Linked DNA regions of Mus musculus: region 1 is linked to region 2. The links are chromatin contacts, called in public HiChIP or PLAC-seq maps. All regions are on one chromosome and are shown on one strand. The core of a region is the stretch at or near the end of the contact, and the rest is flanking DNA. Distances in the headings are between cores, read along the strand shown.

What was found. HiChIP or PLAC-seq counts read pairs in DNA pulled down with a chosen protein or histone mark.
Region 1: a contact with region 2 is called in an H3K4me3 HiChIP or PLAC-seq map of the 230-238 cell line, with 77 read pairs. The contact joins the promoter of Ctsc here to the enhancer-like site in region 2. A contact is called at or near these places in 6 of 39 promoter capture datasets (the C10 cell line, hippocampal neurons, liver and 2 more), 3 of 15 datasets of contacts at CTCF or cohesin (CD8 T cells, the G1E-ER4 cell line and pro-B cells), 47 of 484 Hi-C or Micro-C datasets (the 63-12 cell line, B cells, the BV-2 cell line and 32 more), 13 of 115 datasets of contacts at active chromatin or transcription factors (the 230-238 cell line, CD8 T cells, bone marrow-derived dendritic cells and 7 more) and 4 of 9 other capture datasets (adipose tissue, bone marrow-derived macrophages, liver and 1 more).

The regions. Positions count from the first base shown.
Region 1 is chr7:88,275,370-88,281,812 of GRCm38.p6, forward strand. It overlaps Ctsc (cathepsin C), which reads left to right and starts at 2,716. Exons shown (of 7, transcript NM_009982.5): 1 at 2,716-3,005; 2 at 6,018-6,163. The coding sequence starts at 2,834.
Region 2 is chr7:88,224,494-88,231,046 of GRCm38.p6, forward strand. No RefSeq gene overlaps it. Among named protein-coding and RNA genes, the nearest start is that of Ctsc, 50 kb to the right of the region's middle. Within about 2 kb of position 1,443, at least 45 of the 459 cell types and tissues checked have an H3K27ac peak or open chromatin away from gene starts, as enhancers often do. A contact at or near this core is called in the 230-238 cell line, the 63-12 cell line, B cells and 14 more, where this site is marked.

The DNA.
Region 1 (6,443 bases), core at 1,466-3,965, 52 kb after region 2:
AGATGTAGAACTCTCAGCTTCTCCTGCCCCATACTTGCCTGGATGCTGCCATGGTCCCACCTTGGTGATAATGGACTAAACCTCTGAACCTGTAAGCCATCCCCAATTAAATGTTGTTCTTATAAAAGTTGCCTTGGTCATGGTGTCTGTTCATAGCAGTAAAACCCTAACTAAGGTATATAGTGACAGTCTTAGTAGATACCTCACTGGGTAAAAGTCCTTGCCACCAAGCCTAAATATGTAAGTTTGAACCTGGGACTCATTCGGTAGAAGGCTGGAATTTACTCCATACTATGTGTATCTCCTACATATACAAAATCAATATATAAGTGCAATGAAAAAAAAGCTTAAGAGAGAAGAAAAATGGTTCTAAAACCATAAATATACACAGTGGCAAATGTGTGTGATACCTGAAGTTATCTGTTATTGACTCACTTAGTCACTGTAAAACCAGCTGAGATATAATTACATACACCTTATAAATTAAAGAAAAAGGGGGAAGGAGGAGAAAGAAGAGGAAGAAGAAGAGGAGAAATAAAAGAAGAAGAAGAAGGAGGGGGAGGAGGAGAAGGAGAAGAAGGAGAAGAAGGAGGAGGAAGAGAAGAAGAAGAAGGAGGAGGAGAAGAAGGAGAAGGAGAAGGAGAAGGAGAAGGAGAAGGAGAAGGAGAAGAAGAAGAAGAAGAAGAAGAAGAAGAAGAAGAAGAAGAAGAAGAAGAAGAAGAAGAAGAAGAAGAAGAAGAAGAAAGGCAAAAGACAGTAACAGATCTACAGATTGTGCCACAGCCAGACTTCAAGTCTGAGAAAGTTCCTGAAGATGCTCCCTAAACTTCAAATTGATTTTGTATCATCTAAAAGACTGTTAAAAAATACACTGCTGAAAAGAAATGCTGGAATTTACTTCAACATTCTCTGGTTTGGCAGAGGTATAAGGTAAAACTCAGAAACTTGCATAACTTAGTTTATAAACTGGCACTGGAATTACACTTCCTGAGCCACACTATACAGTACCATCTCGGAGGCCCAAGGACAAGTGTGTATTGCTTAGAAACTCATATTATCTTATATCACTCAACATATACTAAACTTTGGGGCGTGCAACTTGCACATGTTTCTTGCTGATTCTCCCTAACTGGCAATGACATTTGACAAGTGATTCAACTCTCTAAATCTCCATTTCCTAATATCAGGATGCATTCATTAATCCAAAGTGACCCACAATCTTTGCCATTGACTTTAGAAAGGCTGCTTTAATTTCTTTTTAACAAGTAAGTGTTCTACTTTGATTATGTCCATCAAAGGAATTCCCAGATCCCACGTTTAGCTCTAAGATATGGATCATTTAGTAAAATGTTTCAACAACGACAAACTGTAGAAATTTAGGAAAGTGATGCTATCTGTAATGGGGCCTTTAAAAGAAAATGCTAGCTTAATTATACAATGTCAATTCTTAATCCTATAAAGGCTTTTGAGATCTAGAAGGTGTCAGCTCCTCCCCATTTAGCTCTTGTAGCCTAGTTTCATATGAAAGAACACTCTAGCCCCTTAGTTATCAAGAAGGACCCCTATCAAAGTGTGCCTTCAGGCTTAGAAGCCTGAGTGTTTTTAAAGCAGAATTCAGAGACAGAAGTGGTTTGTTCTTCAACCACATTGCTTCCTCGGACTGCATGTACTCAGTGGAAAAAAAAAAAAAAAAGTCTGCACATAAATATCTGTGATCTGTGGGATGGGGTTTAAAAAGAAACAAAGTGCACAAGCCTACTAGGTCAAAGAGGCTCATCAAGTCTGCCTGGTTCATCTCTGTATTCTCAGATTAGCTCAGAATGATCATGATCCCAGCCAACAACAGCCAGGCAACTCAAAACAGCTCTCACAAGAGCAGGATGCTTCGCTAAAGATTACTACTTAACAATTGCAGGCAAGAAGACTGACAGAGGAGGCAAGGTTCAACTATGCTCCCTTCAGCTCGCCCTTGGGAAAGCCTGACACAGGAGCTCAGAAGACCACTTCATCCTGAGCAAGCTACTTCCTCTTTCTCTAATTCTTGCTTTCATTCTGAAAACAGAAGGGCTTGAGCAATGTGATCACAATGTGATCACCCCAGTCACCCGCAACCCCCACCCCATTCAACTTAATCCTAATAAAGTTCCAGGGAGGGAAAACAAAACAGATTCACCCAACCTGTAAAGGTTCACTACAATTGAAATCTTCGGGTAAACAGGCAGACCGGAAACCAAAGAAAACCCTGAAGATAAAAAGCTAGATTTGGTAAATGGAACAGAAATTCTCAAGACTATCTTAGGTTAGCTAGTAAAGTTTTTCCACGGAGTCAGAAATGCAGGAAAGTGCACCAAAAACAAGAGAAAGAGAATTAGCCTCAGTAGACTTTAAGACTCTTGTCAACCCTGTATTGCACAGGGTAGATTCTATTTTAATCACACTGGCATTACAAAACACCGCTACAGAGTTCTCAGCTTTGGCGTTCCTTGAAAGGCAGAGGTCCCCAAAGGCCACTTTCCTTCTTCCTCCTAGTGGTGCCTGTCCCCACCCTACACTGTCACTAACTAACTTCCTCAGGCCACCTCGTGCTGCCTCACCTAGTCACACCCTGTCCCTCCCTACATCTCAGTCACTCCACGCCCCCGTCCTCACAGCCTCGCCGCTCCTCCCCCACCTCATTCTGTTCTCACCACCCTGTAACCCCGCCCCGCGGACCCTGGGTTTCCGGGCTCTTGGGTATTTTAAGGCGGGAGCCACTAGGGTCGCCTGACTGCCATCGAGTGGTGTTCCAGTTGAACTTGCTTTCTCTGCCATCTGCTCCGCGGGCGCCGTCAGCATGGGTCCCTGGACCCACTCCTTGCGCGCCGTCCTGCTGCTGGTGCTTTTGGGAGTCTGCACCGTGCGCTCCGACACTCCTGCCAACTGCACCTACCCTGATCTGCTGGGCACCTGGGTGTTCCAGGTGGGCCCTAGAAGTTCCCGAAGCGACATTAACTGCTCGGTGATGGGTAAGCGGCTTCCCAGGGTCCCGAGTTGTCCTTTTCTGTCCCTGAGTCCTTGCCTTGGGGCCGGCGTTTCTGGGTGACTGGAGAGTTAAGAGCTGACGAACGGCCCCTTGGGGGATCAGAGCCAGGGCCGCTAAGTTGAATTTGAGCTGCTGAGAACTTCTAACTTTACACTTATTTTCCTGATTATCTCACAACTCATGTTCAAGGAAACGCGCCCCTGGTTTTTTACTTGTTTTATTTGCTTTGATTTCTTAGAAGCGAGTGGAGAACTGCTTTCTTGACCCTTCACTCAGGTCTGACAGGTTCTTGTTTTTAAAATTCAGAGTCTTGACTGCTGAGCTCAGACTCTAGGAGTTAGCCTTTTTTTTTTTTTCTTTTTTTTTTTTTTTCTTTTTTTTTTCTTTTTCTTTCTAATGGGGGCGCTCCTTCTTTCCCTGTGAGGTAGTGGGAAGAGACCACTTCAAACTGGGCCTGTTTTATCTGCTACTTTCCTTGACATTTCTGGACGCCTTGTTTAAGGAATTTCGAGAGATATACAAAAGCTTTTTCCTGTCTCTTTTGTCACATTTTACAGTAGTGTTTGGATATGACGGAAGCAAACGCAATGCCTAACACTTGGCTCTCAGTGAGTATGTAGTAAATGAAGACTGGGGCATTCCACGTGCCTCGGATATAGGAAAACAGTAGTACAGATAAGAAGAGTGACACTTATGGTCTCCCCAGTCAGAGTTGCACAGAGAAACTCAACTCTGAACTGTAGTTTTCTTGTGAGTAGAATAAATGCTGTCATATATCCCACCTCCCCTGCCTCCAACAAGGAGTCATTTACTAAATTCCAGGTGACTGGGTTTAGCTTAATCCTGGGTGGTGTCTACAATTGTTTCTTTTCTAAATTTGAGCATGGAGATGAGGCAGAAGGGAGAGAAAAGGTTTGCATCGCCTTATCATATGAAGTCTCTGATAAGTTATTCCTTCACGGTAAAATGAGCTAATTCAAGCCAGATCAGGGACCTATCTACCTATCTGTCTGTCTATCTATCTATCTATCTATCTATCTATCTATATCTCAGGTTTATTTGGAAACTGCTTTTGGCAGGGGAGGCAAGATCACAGATCAGGGAAACAGCCTTGGGAAGGGAGACAGAGGAGAAGGGGAAGAGATTGAAAGTTCCCATGGAGAGAAGGTCTGAAGATAGAAAGGACAAGAGGCCGGGCAGTGGTGGCACACACCTTTAATCCCAGCACTTGGGAGGCAGAGGCAGGCGGATTTCTGAGTTCAAAGCCAGCCTCGTCTACAGAGTGAGTTCCAGGACAGCCAGGGCTACTCAGAGAACCCTGTCTCGAAAAACCAAAAAAAAAGGAAGGACAAGAGACCAAAATGACTGGATTATATAGGGAAGAGCCTCTGGTGGAAGGGCAGCCCAACCCTTAGGCTGGAAAGTTCAAGGTTTGGTACACCAGGTAGGGACATAGGGATACTGGAAGAACCTGAAGGTCAGGCCTGCCTTGATGTGTAAAATATGCACTTAAGCCCCTGGGGTGGGGGTGGGGGGGGCTTGCTGAAATCCAACAGTCTCCATCTAGCTTGTTAATCTGAAAGAAAGACAGAGACAGACAGAGAGAGAGAGAGAGAGAGAGACTAATGTGTAAAACTCTAAGATGGACACAGCTGAACAGCTGAATAGCCTCTACCTATAAATCTACTTTTGACTCTAATCCAACAGTTAAAGACACACAGAAGCAGAGCAGTGGTGGCACACGCTTTTAATCCCAGTACTTAGGAGGCAGAGGCAGGTGGATTTTTGAGTTCGAGTCCACCATGGTCTACAGCGAGAGTTCAGGGACAGCCAGTGCTATACAGAGAAACTCTGTCTCAAAAAATCAAACCAAACCAAACCCAACCCAAAAAGACCCTGTTATTATGCAAGTTAAACATTAGTACCTATCAACTCAAATTATTTTTATATCTTTGAGGAGAGAGGTAACATTTACGTCAGTGTTCCCCCCCCACCCCCACCCCCCGTTTTTTCAAGACAGGGTTTCTCTGTGTAGCCCTGGCTGTCCTGGAACTCACTTTGTAGACCAGGCTGGCCTCGAACTCAGAAATCCGCCTGCCTCTGCCTCCCAAGTGCTGGGATTAAAAGTGTGCGTTACCACACCCGGCTTAAGTCAGTGTTTTTATGTAGTCTTTTTTTTTTTTTTTTTTTTTTTGATCAGTTTTTTTTTTCTTTTTCTTTTTAGCTTGCCCCCATTTCTCTAATTTTGAACAGTCCCCTCCCCATTTTTTACAAGAAGAAAATATTTTCTCTCCCTGCCTCCCTCTCCCAGGTCCCTCTTCTCTCTCGGAGACAGTGCCTTGCTATATAGCCCTGGTTTGGATGTAACAGTGTGTAGACCAGGCTGGATTTAAACTCACCTACTTCTGACTCTGGATTAACACACCCAGATGGGAAGATATTTTAAGTGTTTGGTTGATCTCTCTGCCAATGTGCTAGCTGACACCACAATGTTCTTCACAGACTTGCCAGGAGCCCTTCTTCATCACCATACAGAGGGAACAAAATTGAGACTTGAGGAGTGTGGGTGGGTGGGTGGGGGAGCACTCTCATAGAGGTAAGGGGATGGAGGAGAGGATAGTGGGTTTCCAGAGTGGAAACTCGGAAGGAGGATAACATTTGAAATGTAAATAAATAAAATAACCAATTAAAAAAAAATTGAAAAAAAAACAAGTCTTTTCTGGCAAAGTCTCACTATGTATCCCTAGAGAACCTAGAATTTATTATGTAGTCCAGGCTAGTCCCTTAACAATCTGCCTGTCTCCAGATCCCCAGTGCTGAGTTTATAATCTAATACTTGTCCTGTTAGGTCCAGGAGAGACTGATTTTTTTCATGACACAAATCTTGAATCCCAGTTAGGTTGCAAGGTTGAAAGTACCTTACAATAGAATATTGAGGAGGTGGGTACTGGGTGTTGGGTTAACATTGATTTGTTATACATTTTGTTTTCTTTAGAAGCAACAGAAGAAAAGGTAGTGGTACACCTTAAGAAGTTGGATACTGCCTACGACGAGCTGGGCAATTCCGGGCATTTTACCCTCATTTACAACCAAGGCTTCGAGATTGTGTTGAATGACTACAAATGGTTTGCGTTTTTCAAGGTTAGTTTCTGTTACCTGTTATTTCTAATCTAAAATTTCTCCTGATTAGGAACCTCGGGAGTGCTCCTTTTACACCAAGAACATAACCTGAATAGACACTCACTTTTCTAAGACTAGTCAACAATTGTAAATTTGACATTGAAAAATTAAACTTTTGAGTAAGTTCGTTCATTTAAAAATGCATAATTCTGTATTTATATTTTAGATGTTCCCTTAATCATTGGCATTGTAGAGAAGCTATAGGAAGGATAAGGAGATGATAGACTTCATCGTCTAGAGT
Region 2 (6,553 bases), core at 193-2,692:
AGATGCTGAAGAAAAATGAAGCAGATCCTACAAGACTCTACACCATATAAAACACACCTGAGATATCAAAAGAAGAGGTATAAGAAAAAATTTTTATTGAGGAATAAAGAGAAGACTCATCTGAAATACCTTTCAAAAATAATCTGTAGAAAGTAAGATGCTTGGTAAATTCACTCAAACATTTTATTTATCCACCTAACAATTCGAAAGTACATTTTAAAAAACCAAGCTTCTTACAAGACAGCTGTGATATTTTGTTAAAGAACAAATCCTTCTTAGTCAGGACCCAGGATCAAAGGAATAATAAAGAAAATAAACACATGAATCCCTTTTACTGTGTGTTGTGTACTATGTTCATTTCTGCATTTATTTCAAACTTGCTATTCAAGAATTTGGTATGCAGTGTTGCAGTTGTTGATGTTTTGCATTTCTAAGAAACTGTGTGCGATGAAGTAGTTGGTGTGAAGAGTTAAGAACTCCAACTAAAATTTAAAAAATAGAAATAACTAAAAATATTTCATGCCCTCATTTTTGAAGCCCTGAAGGTAAAAGTTAGGATTTTATAAAAAGTTCATGCTATGACCCAAGTGGAAAATACATCTTCCTCTTCCATAGCGCTCTGTGCAGAGCAGTAAGGGAGCATGGAAAGTGGGTTAGTTCTAATTACATATAGATAGGCAGAAGCATAGCATTTTGCAGCCTAACAGTCTGCCATCTACTCTGGGGACTGCTATGAAGCAAATGTGGAAGTACACTAAACTGTTATATTTAAAAAAAGAGATCTTGACAGTCAGTAATAATGGATGTAAGGTACAATGTGTCTGTAGAGTGAGTCCACTTTTATATGTGTAAACTGTCACTTTTCAATGACAACGGGGACATATTATACATGTACTGTATATGAGGCACAGTACTTATTCTCCTTTCCCTCCAGAATCTTCTTGTGTAGCCCAGGATAGCCTTAGGATATGAACTCAAATTCTTCTAGCCTTGCCTGTGTTTTGTAACAGATACAGTCAGTAGATCTGTTATTCTGTTACTCTGTTTTCACTAACACCAAGTTTGAAAGCATTCATCTCACATGTTCTTTCCATAGCAGTTTCATTTTAATAGAGGAGAAAGATGAAAACCTGGTTACCTAAAAACCAATTTATTTTAAAGGGAAATAAGCTATTGTGTGCAGTTAGGAAGGACAAACTGCAGAAAAAGGGAATATAGTAAAGTTTAGTTTAGTTTAGAGGTGTAGGACTGTGTTTTTTTGGTTTTGTTTTTTGTTTTTTTGTTTTTGTTTTTTAAGAAAGTTGTCCCTAAATATCTCTTAGAATAATTAGGAGTTAGTCAAAGGCAAAATGGGAGGAAGACAATATCAGGAGGCTCTAAAGTTGAAGAAAGATGGATAAAGTTGAGCTACATCTGAACACAGAAGGAACTGAAAAAGGGTAGTGAAATCGTAAGTAAGAGCCATGTAAGGGACTAGAGTGTCTTAATAGCAGACACCCTTTAGACTCTACAGTTTACAGGAAGCACAATTATTCTTTTGCAGCCATGTGTAAATATGTGTCTCTCAGCTTTGTCCTTCACTAGGAATAGTGAATGCCCTACATTCAGGCTCCAGTCCATGCACTACAGTGTCCCCAGTTTATGGGGACCTTTTTCATCTAATATCAAAACTTGCACTTTTCCCACTCTCCCATAACAATTCACACAACCTTGCTACCATCCTCGATCAGCACAGACTCCTGCCATGGATCTAACCAGACTTTTTGTTTCTTTATTTGAATTATTTAAGGGAGGAAAGGGAGGAAATGAAAGAGAAAATGAATATGAATACAAGAGACAGAAAGTGAAGCAACAAGGAAGAAACTAGAAAGAAAACAAGGCAAGCAATAATCCAAAGTGAGGAAAGCATAGACATGAAAAAATGAAGTTGTAAACTTAAAAAGACCTCAGGGCCACATAACTTGCTGATCCCTAGACCTGTCTGACTCCATACTGGAACCATCTGGAAGATATTCAGCTATTGAGGGGAGGGCATTGATTTGAGAGAAACAGACAGTGAGAAAGAGACAGAGAGAGAATGATATGAGAGAAAGAAGGGAAACATGGGGAGGATTTAAGGGAGAAACAGGAAGAGAGAAAATGATAAAACTATATTTTGATATAAAAAAATCAAAAAACACAAAACAGGCTTATGGTTGGCTCAGCTTTTTTTCTTTCTCTCTCTTTTTTTTTTTGAAGCCTTGTTATTGACAACTTCTTCTTGAATGTGTTTTAAATCAGCCCTCTGTAAATGCTGACATTGCTTAATGTGTGTGTGTGTGTGTGTGTGTGTGTGTGTGTGTGTGCTCAAGGGCTGGAGAGATAGTTCAGTACTTAAGAACACTTCACAGTCATGAGAACTAGAGTTCAGATCTCAACCCAACTGTTTCTGTAAATACTTGAAATGCCAGATCCATGTATGGTAGAAAAGAGGATCATTGTGACTTTCTGGATTCTAGTCTATCCCAGCCTGAGGTGCAAGGAAAGAATGTATCTCAAAAAGAACATATTTTAGGGAGGAGTTGGGGATCTAATAGGTACAGGAAGAAGAGAGTGGAAGGATAGGGATTTATAGTATTTAAAACAATCTATATGCATAGAGTATAAAGTTGCTGAAGAACAAATTCAATAAAGCCATTTTTTACAGGAATGGACAGAAAATTATAGAGGACTGCCAATACTATGTTCCAGTTTCCAAGCACATGTACACACACATACATGCATGATACATATATAGATATATAAATATGCATTAATAATAATTAATTAAAATATGTCTATGCAATCCATGAGAGTACATATAGACCAGATGAAAATGCTTCCTATAGGGGATGACAGAAGAAATACAAAGCTTATTCCTGTGAATCATTTGCAAAACATCTGCAAATGTGGTGTGCATGCACGTTAGCTTGTACTGTTCTATGTGAAGTCCATTCGCTGCATCAATTTTATTTGATATCATCCAACAGCCTCTCAACTTTAGCTGGGTGAGAAGCCAGGTTCTGAGGCTTGTCCTCATTTACTCCTTCCACGCCTTGTTTAATGAGCATTAATTGTTTTGTTTTTGTTTTTCTTTGGGAGAAGGTAGCTTTGTATGAGACAATAGAGAAAATATTTGAAGCTAAAGAACTTGGATTTTAAAGCTGCCTTCACAGCATGTCTGGCCTGTGACTATGGGCAATTAAAATAAGCATTTAGAGGTGCTTCCTTATAAACCAAAAGTAAATGCCTCTTCCCAGCTACTTACGTCATAGGAGTAAGCATCAAATAACATCAGATCTTAGTGCTTTAAATGTCTCATAAATGTTAACGTTTTTTGAGACAGAATCTCCCTGAGGAGCCTTGGCTAACCTGCAACACACTGTAGACTGTGATGGCCTCAAACTCATAGACTTCCACCTGCCTCCCAAGTTCATGTGTAAACTTTTTGACTGTAAGATGGATACTTAATAGTAAAAATGGTAGATTTTTACTTTTACCCAAAGAGATGACAGCTAGGTTATAGTATACTATGCACTGATGTATAATGAGTGGTGTCCATGATGATAAATAAACAAACAAGCAAACAAATAAATAAGAAAGATAATAAATACAATGATAAGTGGCAATCTATGTAATGGTTATTTAGAAATTGTGATGGGAGAGGTGATCCTCGTGTTCTATGCAAAGCATAACATAGCTGCTAGGTGAGGGAATCACTTTTTGGAGTGGTGGTCACTGGTAGGTAGGTTGCCTGCTCACAAGTGTATAAGCCCACACCCATGTGTGTATGAACAACATTATAATTGGTCACACTAGGTTATGTGTTTTAAGGATATAATGTTTGGAGGGAGATATGTGAGGGGCAAACTCCAGAATCACTGGAGAGAGGGACTGAGAGTGAGTATAATCAAGATACATTATATACCTGTATGGAAAAATTTAAAATAATGATTATTAATTTTGACTGTGAATTTGGTTGGATTTAGAGTCACCCAGAAGATATACCTCTCTACATGGATTTTGCTTTTTTTGTTTTTGTCTGTTTGTTTGTTTGTTTGTCTGTCTGTTTGTTTGTCTGTTTGTTTGTCTGTTTGTTTGTTTGTCTGTTTGTTTGTTTGTTTGTTTGTCTGTTTGTTTGTTTGTCTGTCTGTTTGTTTGTTTGTTTGTCTGTTTGTTTGTTTGTCTGTTTGTCTGTTTGTTTGTCTGTTTGTTTGTTTGTTTGTTTTTGTGCTCCCAGTGAGGCTTTACTGAGGAAGGAAGGCTCGCCTTGAATATTGGCAGCAGCAGATCATAACTGGAGATCCATGCGTGAAAAAGGAGGAGAATGGGGACAAGCAAAGCAGCAAAGAAAACTCTCCCCACTGTGTGTGTGTGTGTGTGTGTGTGTGTGTCTGTCTGTCTGTCTGTCCTTCTGTCTGTCTGTCTCTGTCTCACTTTCCTGACTGTGGACACGACAAGGTGCATCACATATATCACACTCCACAGCCCATCTTCCCCATCTAGACGCTCTGCATCCTTCCAAACTGATAGCCCAAAATAAACTCCATCTTCTGAACATTGCTTCTCCCCAGTAATTTATCACAGAGATGAGAAAATGTAATAGAGAAACGTGGTGATTTGAAAGATGAACTAAACGGTTAAAAAGTCATCATAAAATTGAAGAAAGAGCAACTGTTTCAGTTAGAGGAAATCAGAAAACTTCATGCATGATTGCAACCTGCCACAACCACAAAGACAAACAAAAGAACAAAGACAAAACCAAAACCAAAAGAAAAACAGAGATGGACAAAAGAATTTTCTAAATTTTGGCAAATTGTCACTGAAACAGTTGACAGATTCCATGCACTCAATTGAGACTTAATTTTAAGCCAAAAGTTTTAAGGTGTATAAGGAAAGAGCATGATAACACTATGCAACTGAAGTCTACCACTAGAACTTTGGAGAAGTGTAATATTCTGTCAAAATTATAAGAGGACTTGAGAGCAGGAAAAAAGGGCTGAGCTCAAGGTAGAAAGCTACCAATCCAAATAGGCTACTAAAACACTGTTAAAAGGCTTTCATGCATTAAGTAAACATTTATCAATTCCCTCCCATGGTCTACACTGGACATAAGTTAACTAACCCTTGTTGACAATTTGGGGTCTTTGTCATATGCTAATTTACATGTGTTCTTTTAAAAATAAAAACAACCATGCATATCTTACTTAATAAATATCATTCTCCATAAAATGAAAGAAGTGTTCAGTAAAGAAATGGCTGCCTCTAGGTATACCAAGGAAGTTAAGACCAGGTTAAAATATCTCCCTATAGTGTAATGAATTCTCCAAGCATTGGTGGGTCAAAAAGAAACCCAGAGAAGCTCTAAATGTCTCCTTTGACAAAATAGAAAAGGTTAGATTATGAAAGTAGTGATCACAAAAGAGTGTAGCTCTTGAATAAAACAGTAAGTATATCCCAAAACATGTGAAAGTATAGAGAATAAAAGTGTTCCCTTAAACTGAAAAGTCCAAACCAAATCATAACAAGTGTCCATCAGCAAATCACACTTTGCCAAACATCATTGTCAACTGATCCAGACAAAACTAGTCAGGAGACACTAAAGCTAGCAGATAATATTTGAGAAAGAAAAATCTCTTTATGGATACAAACTAAATTAACATAAGCTATTTACCGTCAGCAACTGGTGAAGTACCGAGAAGAAGGTATAATTTTCAGCAGATGACTGTGAATCAAGTCAACATTGGCAATGTGGTGATAAGTCAGCATCCTGTTTGCGCCCATGTGCACAGACTGAAGAGCTATCGAAACTTAGAGACACACAGTAAAATACAGAACCCTGGGCTGGACAAGGAGGTAAGGGTGTGCTACCAAACCTGTCAACCTGAGTCCAGTCCTTGGGGACACACATAGTAGAAGAGAACTAACTGTGGTAAGTTGTCCTCTAATTTCTGCATGTCATCTACAATTCAAATGCTCTAGCTCCAACACACACACACACAGTAAATAGAATACCACACAATTTTAAAAATTATATAAAAAGGTAAGGCCAGATAGGGAACACGTACTTAATATCTCAGAACTTAGGAAACTGAGACAAGTTGTCCAGATTGTAAGGTCATCCAGGGCTAGACAGTAAGCTTGAGATACATAGCTTCAGAGTCCCTGCAAGACCTATCTCAAAATATAAGAGGAAGAAAAAGAGGAACCAAATATATAGAAAATATACAGAAGGCTGAAAATAATAATTCTTTCACCCTAGAAAGGAGTTTAAAAGGGAGAATAATCTACAGAATTAAAATATTTATTTAAAAGTTCCTGATGTCATAAATCAAGAAAAGAGCTGTATTCTGAAGACTGAAGGGCTCTCTGCAGTCACGGGATACATGAACATTGCTGTAGTAGTGGTTCCCATAGAGGAGAGTGAGACAGTCATCTTGAAAGTAGATTTAAAAAATGCACATGTGATCATTCAGTAAGTGTTCAAAGGCCAAATATATACCAAGCAGGACACTTTGATATTCCTCGCTATCCC